2 separate regions of the Sus scrofa genome follow, and region 1 is linked to region 2. A link is a contact called in public HiChIP or PLAC-seq data. All regions are on one chromosome and are shown on one strand. The core of a region is the stretch at or near the end of the contact, and the rest is flanking DNA. Distances in the headings are between cores, read along the strand shown.

Evidence for each region. HiChIP or PLAC-seq counts read pairs in DNA pulled down with a chosen protein or histone mark.
Region 1: a contact with region 2 is called in an H3K27ac HiChIP or PLAC-seq map of skeletal muscle, with 2.5 times the contacts expected there. The contact joins two enhancer-like sites. A contact is called at or near these places in 1 of 47 Hi-C or Micro-C datasets (embryonic fibroblasts) and 1 of 2 datasets of contacts at active chromatin or transcription factors (skeletal muscle).

The regions. Positions count from the first base shown.
Region 1 is chr1:28,350,328-28,353,550 of Sscrofa11.1, forward strand. All of the region lies in intron 2 of PDE7B (cAMP-specific 3',5'-cyclic phosphodiesterase 7B), which reads right to left. Among named protein-coding and RNA genes, the nearest start is that of PDE7B, 74 kb to the right of the region's middle. Within about 2 kb of position 1,679, at least 3 of the 83 cell types and tissues checked have an H3K27ac peak or open chromatin away from gene starts, as enhancers often do. A contact at or near this core is called in skeletal muscle, where this site is marked.
Region 2 is chr1:28,113,657-28,117,055 of Sscrofa11.1, forward strand. The region is part of intron 3 of PDE7B (cAMP-specific 3',5'-cyclic phosphodiesterase 7B); the gene reads right to left. Among named protein-coding and RNA genes, the nearest start is that of MTFR2, 210 kb to the left of the region's middle. Within about 2 kb of position 1,490, at least 34 of the 83 cell types and tissues checked have an H3K27ac peak or open chromatin away from gene starts, as enhancers often do. A contact at or near this core is called in skeletal muscle, where this site is marked.

The DNA.
Region 1 (3,223 bases), core at 429-2,928, 240 kb after region 2:
CCCAATCTGTGGCTTTTATATTTATTTTCTTAATGTTAGCACTGATAAGCAGTTTTTAATTTTGATGTAGTCCACTTTATTAAATTTTCCTCTTATGATTAGTATATTTTGTGTTCTAAGAGGTATTTGTCTCTCCAAGTGTTACAAAAGTAATCCACTGCTTTAGAATTTTATCTTTTATATTTAGGACTATGGTCTATCGAGTTAATTTTCATGGGTGGTTTGGGGTGAGGTTTGGGGTTCATATTTTTTTTCATATAAGTTATCTTTTGCAAAACCTTTTGTTAAAAAGACTTTCTTTACCCCCATTTAAGTAATGTTGGTACCTTGGTTAGAAAAAATCAAGTGATTGTAAATGTGGATCTGTTTCTAGACATAATATTTGCTTTTAACTATTAGTCTTTCTTTACACAACATCACATCATCACAATTATAGTAAGTTTTGAAAGCAAAAAGTACAAATACCCCCAAAGTATAATTTTATTTCAAGACCGTTCTGGCTATTCTGAGTAGCCATATAAATTTTAAAATCATCTTGTTAACGCCTATGTACATTTTATTTGTCTATGTATTTTTTTTAAAAAAAAACTCCTGAGATTTTGTTTGGGAATACTTTGAATTTATAAATCAATTTAGAAAAAATTCACATCTTAAAAATAGTATTTCTATTAATGAACAGGGTATATACTTCTATTTATTTAGATCATCTTTAATTTCTCCCAACATTTTTTAGTTTCAGTGTAACAGATCTTGCACATATTTTAGTTATTCTTATTTTATATCACTTGACGTTATAAATAGTATTATTTTTTATTTTATCTTCCAATTGTTCTTTGCTAGTAACAGAAATAAAATTGATTTTTTACATTGACCTTGTATCTGCAACATTACTAAAATCATTTGTGTGCATCAGCAGTATTTTTTTAGATTAGTTTTCTACGTACATGATCATGTTACCTGTGAGTCAAGATAGCTTTACTTTTTCCTTTCTAATATTTTTTAAAAATTAGAAAATACTTCCTTTCTTGTCTTTTTTGCTCATCTTATAGAAATGACTGAAAGTTTTAGTTGAATGTTGAATAGACTGAACAAAGAACACACTCTTGCCCACTTCCTAATCCTTGGGGAAAGTTTTGTGGGAAAGAGATGGGAAGATACATATTGAGACATGGGCCGTGGCTAATAGCTTGGTTGGCTAGTCATCAGTGAGAAGCAAAGTGATTGGAAAATCGGTGATAGTGAGGTCTGACAAGAAGTATGTGGGTAGATTCTGGGCATAAATCATGAGAATCGTTTGGTCCTTCATCAATGCTCACCAAAGAGCTGTTGATTTGTAAACTGGTCCCTGTACACAGAGAGCAAGGAGAAACTACAGAAAGAGGCAGTCCACTCTGGGTTGGGAGCTGGCAGTTTTAATAAGCAAGGGAACTTACTTGGGAGGCTTGTCTCCATGCCTGCCTGCCAGAATCTAAAAAGTTTATACATAGAAGCCTTAACTGGGTTCAGTCACATACACAGTTCAGATGGACTCACAGACTCTCTCAAGGCTAGCACAGGGAAAGCAAGAGGAATGCACATTTCAAAGATGTGGAGGGGGTAAGAGGTCACATATTGCCTGGGCCCAGCTTGCAGGTCAACAGGTGGTCACATCCTCTCATGACCTCTTCCCACAAGAGCCACTTCAGCAGCAGAGGACACCATGATCCACTCTGTGGGCATGAGTGAGCCTGTTTTTGCAGCTATCCCTGTCTTTGTCCCATGAGCTCATAAACAAAGTAGCTACGGGCAGCAGGCAAAGAGATTTTGTATGGGCTAAGCAATGTGCATTTCTCATCATCAGGGCTGATCTGGCAACAGCTACTGCTGAGTGGCCAATCTGCTGCTGAAAGTTAATACTGAGCCCTATATGACACTATTTCCAGGAGGATCAGCAGGTTGCAGGGCGATAAGTAGAGTGATTACATTACTTCCATCCTAGAAGGTCGATTCTTTGTTCTCAATGGAACAGAAACCTACTGTGGATATACATTCGCCTTTCCTACCTGCAATGTTTCTGCCAAAATCACCCTCTGTGGACTTGTTCCCCACCATGATATTCCATACTGCACAGCTTCTGATGAAAGAAATCATTCTACAGCTAAGAAAGGGCAGCATTAGGTCTGTGTGCATGAGATTCCCTTGCATTATTACCTTCTCCATCACTCTGAAACAGTTGACCTGATAGAATGACCTTTTGAAGACTGGGTTATGATGTCAGATGGATGACAACACATTGAAGGACTAGAGTAATGCCATTCAGGATAAGTCAGTGTTTAACTTACAATGCTTCTCTCACAGCCAGGCCTCACAGGTCTGGGAATCAGAAGTGGAAGTGGATGTGGCTTATCTCACTACTGACTGCTGATGAGTCACTAACAAAAGTACTGCTTCTCAGCTCTACAACCTGGGTTCTTCTGGCTTAAAGGGCTTAGTTCTCAAGGAAGGAATGAGTCTCCTGGGGGCCACAGAAAGCGTTCCATTAAATGGAAATTTGACAGTGTCATCTGGCTACATAAAAGTACTCGTGGTAGTGAGTCAATGGGTAGAGAAGAGGAATTTTAATTCGGCTGAAGTGACTGATTCTGATCATCAAGAGGATATGAAGTTTCCACTACACTAAGAAGGTTAGGAGGAGTGTGTCTGTAAATCTCAAAAGGATACATCTTAGTACTTCCACACAGTGTGGTAAAAACTAAAGCAAAGCTGCTAATCATTTATGCCCTTTAGGAATAAATGTTCGGTTTGTCCTACTAGGCAGAGAATTATGACTACACAAGGTGCTTGCTGAAGGCAAAGAGTATATGGGTGGCAAAATGAAGTATAGAATTAATAAAAACATGTTACCAGTTGCAGAAATAAACGCTAATATGTATTTCTTCCTTATTTTTATGTGAATGATTTGTACTTTTATTAACCAGCTCTGTTTTTTCTCTCTCCAACCCCCAAGATATCAGTTGTGTTAACAGCAGCTAAGCTTATATCTCAGGATTTAAGTTAGAGCATATCAAAAAGGGAATGTGATTCAGCTGTGATTGAACTCGAAGAGAAAGGCACATTAACCAAAACTGAGTAAAGGAATTTGCATCTTTTCAGGAGAGTGTTAGCATGATTTTATGTGTACATCAAATACTTTTATCATATTACAAAGTTTTTAATTTTCTTAAAAACTGAAGTCTAGTTGATT
Region 2 (3,399 bases), core at 240-2,739:
CTTAAAAAAAAAAAAGGTTTCTGGATAAATGACTAAAAACAAAACCAGTCGAATTTTGATTTCCTAGTCTCTTTCCACGAGAGAAAGAGAGGTCATTTTCAGTATACAGCTTTTCCATCTCGTCCCCCCTCTCTCACCACCAATGGCATGTCAGGATTCCACTACACAGGGCTAGCCAAGACTTCAAATGCATAAACACATGCTCATATTCATTCTTCTGTTCACCACTTTCCAAATATCTACTAACATATTCCTCTAAGAAAGAGCACACCCTGCATTCATAGTTTACGGTATTATCAGTTCCTGACCGTTCGCAGGGATTCTAGGTATATGTGTGGTATGGTACTGACTGTTCAAAATATAGCCAAGTCCTCCTCAACTGTCCCAAAGACAGCACCTTCTTATAACACGACGAAGCCCTTATGATTCATCACTTCCACACCTGGGAGTTGATTTTTCCTGATATCAATGGCGAAATGTGTATTGCTGTCTTTTGTCAAAAGGGGAAACTGAGGCAAGGAAGTTTACCAACTTTCTCATCTCATTACAAGCTTCTAGGCTAACGTCAGTCCAGGGGACATTTCTGCATGCTGTAGTTCCATGGTTAATTATAAGAAGATATGTTTTACTTTGTATAGAGCATTACCAAAGAGCAACCCAGGAAGAGTATTCTCTCAGAACTGACTTGTCAACAAGAACTTGCAGAGACAGCACAGATACTAAACAACTCCATTCCCTCCTTTGGGGGCCTGAAGCTTAGGAGATTTGACTTGTTTAAGCCACAGGGCAAGCAAACAACCAGCTAAGCCCAGATCGCAGGTTTCTGGATTTTCAGGCTATTCATGCTCCTTCTTCCCCATCACTCTTAATTTTCAGATGCATTTCTATAACAGAGCAAACATGCATTAATCACAGCCCTCGGGCCCTATGCTGCACAGTGTGTTTTCCTTCCTTTTCCCTTTTTTTCTGTCTTGGGCTCTCCAAGGAAGGGACTGAAAAGTCATCAGACTTGGCCCCGGTATCTTTCTCACCTCCCAGTCCATTTACCTGGAAAGCTGTGGAGCGCATCTTCATTCTCTAGAAAGCCTCTCTGTTTGGTCGCCTGCAGCTCACTTTTGGATTTCCAAACCAGCTTGACCATCCTGATCATCTCTGGCAAGTCCCAGGGCAGCGGCCCCTGCTGGCACCCCGGCCGGCTGCCCGGGGAGGAGGGCAGCGCACCTTCTGGGGCCGTCCACCTTCTGCCCAGCTCTGCCGAGTGGAAATAACGCTCGAGCACAGGCATTCTGCCCTGGTCCCCAGAAGAGGAGGTCGGGAGGCGGCGGCGGCTGCTGCTGCTGCTGCTGCTGCTGCCGCCTCGGCGGCTGCTACCAGCGGGGAAATTCTTCCCAGGCAGGGGAAGGCGAATCCCCGGCAAATCCTCTCCCGCTTCGGAAAGGCAAGCCTCCTCCAGCCTGGCACAGCCTCCCTGTCCCTCCAGTCCCTCCGCAAACACTGACGACGAGACTCACTTCCCAAGCTTTCTCACTGGTGAGGACGCGCTCTGTCCTCCTTCCTTAGAGAGAGCAAGCATTTTTTCCCCTTCTCTCCCAGGCACTGACTTCGCAGCACTTAATTAATCCCAGGCTACAGCTGGAACGACAGCGGAGGGGTGGGGGGTGGGGGGAGGAAAGCCATCGAGGTTTTTAACCTTTGCTTTTTCTCTTCTTCTGATGTATTTCTTCTCGGTTCTCTTTTGGAGCTTGTCAAAGTTTGTCAAGTGGCTTGTTTAGCCCTTAGGGACTTCAGGCAAAGAAGGGGGGGCTCCCCATTGCCAGCCTCTCAGAGGGGTCCTCCAGAGGCCAGGTCTCTGAAGGTGTCAGGTAAGGAGGCACTACTCTGGTGCAGGAAACCTAGAAGCTTCCGAGGCTCCAGCCCTGCAAGCATCAAGGAGGGAAACAGGGGAAGCGGAGCACGCGGCAGAACCAATGTGCAGCTGCTTCTTTCTGGAAGATCTGACCGGGGGCCACCTGGCCGTTCCAGCACGGTCTACACCGGGCTAGGGTTATCCAGAAGGCTCTTGGAGTGATCCTTGGCCACAGTTCACACCCCCTCCTCCTCCACACGCTGCCTCCACTGCTGCTGTCACTTGGTTCTCAGCAAACTTCACTGGGTTTTGGCCTATTAGTCAAATCCCTTTGTAACCTTAGCTGCCCTTCAGCTGGAAGGGAAATAACACTGAATCGCATTCCAAAGCTATCTCTGCAAGAAGTGAGTTAGGCAAGCATCAAGATGCTCATGCAAACGTGCAGGGGGGTTGCAAAGTCTGACACAGAGCTTGAAGTGGTTGAAATCTCATTTCAAGGGAATAACAATTTCCTTCAATCGTCGAGGGTATAACCAACAGTGAAAAGAGAGGAAAGCAAGTGTTGAAGGTTCACTTTCCAGAGACGGAGCACTGTGGACATAGCAGTTGGGCCACTAACTGCTCCCCCACCTGACAGTGGTTCAGTGGAGGACAACCCGGGCCCATGTGTCCTGGATCCTGAGGCTCAGAGATGGAGGCTCTCACCCCAGAAGTCAGAACCCATACAACAGAAGGGGAGGCCCCCTGGAGCTAATGTGAAAAGCCCTGCTCATAAATGAAAGTGGGGTGGTATTGTGTTTGGCACTTCTGCCAGCAAATTGGGTTTGTAGGAACAATTTGAACTGAACATTCACGTGGATGGCTCCTATTTTCTTGGGGAGACCATTGTAACAAGCCCATCTTTCTCTCCCTTTCACATCTCTGCATTGCAAAGTGCTTTATTTTGCTTGGCATTTTATTTTGCTGATGTACAATCCGTTGCTCCTGCTCTACATTCCTTTCAGGGCTGTTTTATCACACAATCATTTGATGTTTCTTTAGGGGAGAGAAGAGGAGACTTGGGGGAAAAGAGAAAGACCATCCATTGTAGGGTGTGTATTATTTTTCATCGCTCTCACCTCATGTTTTAAATGTTGAGCCTAGCAGAGGCTACTATAATTTTGTCATTGCTATTATTATTATTCCTCTAAACCATGGTTAAGAAGTTTAGTTTTCCACACTGAATTAAGTGGCTTTTCTTCCCTCTGGATGGAAAAGTACACTGGCAAACCTACTGTCTTTCCTAATAGGCCAAGAAGGGTCAACATCCTCCAAGGATAAAAAGCAACAATAAAAGACACAAGATACTGCTGCTTGTGAGTTTCCTTATTAAAATATTGATCAAACAGCTCTTACTATAACAACCAGATATTCATAGAGCCCAATTAGGGAATAATCAATGATCTACTTACGAGAAAGACGTGCCTTTTTTTTAAACTTCCCTCTTTGTTAAGAAAGAACAGAAGCACCAGTCTCACTGTTCCACCCCTTTGACAGCCCTCCCAGTTCTTATC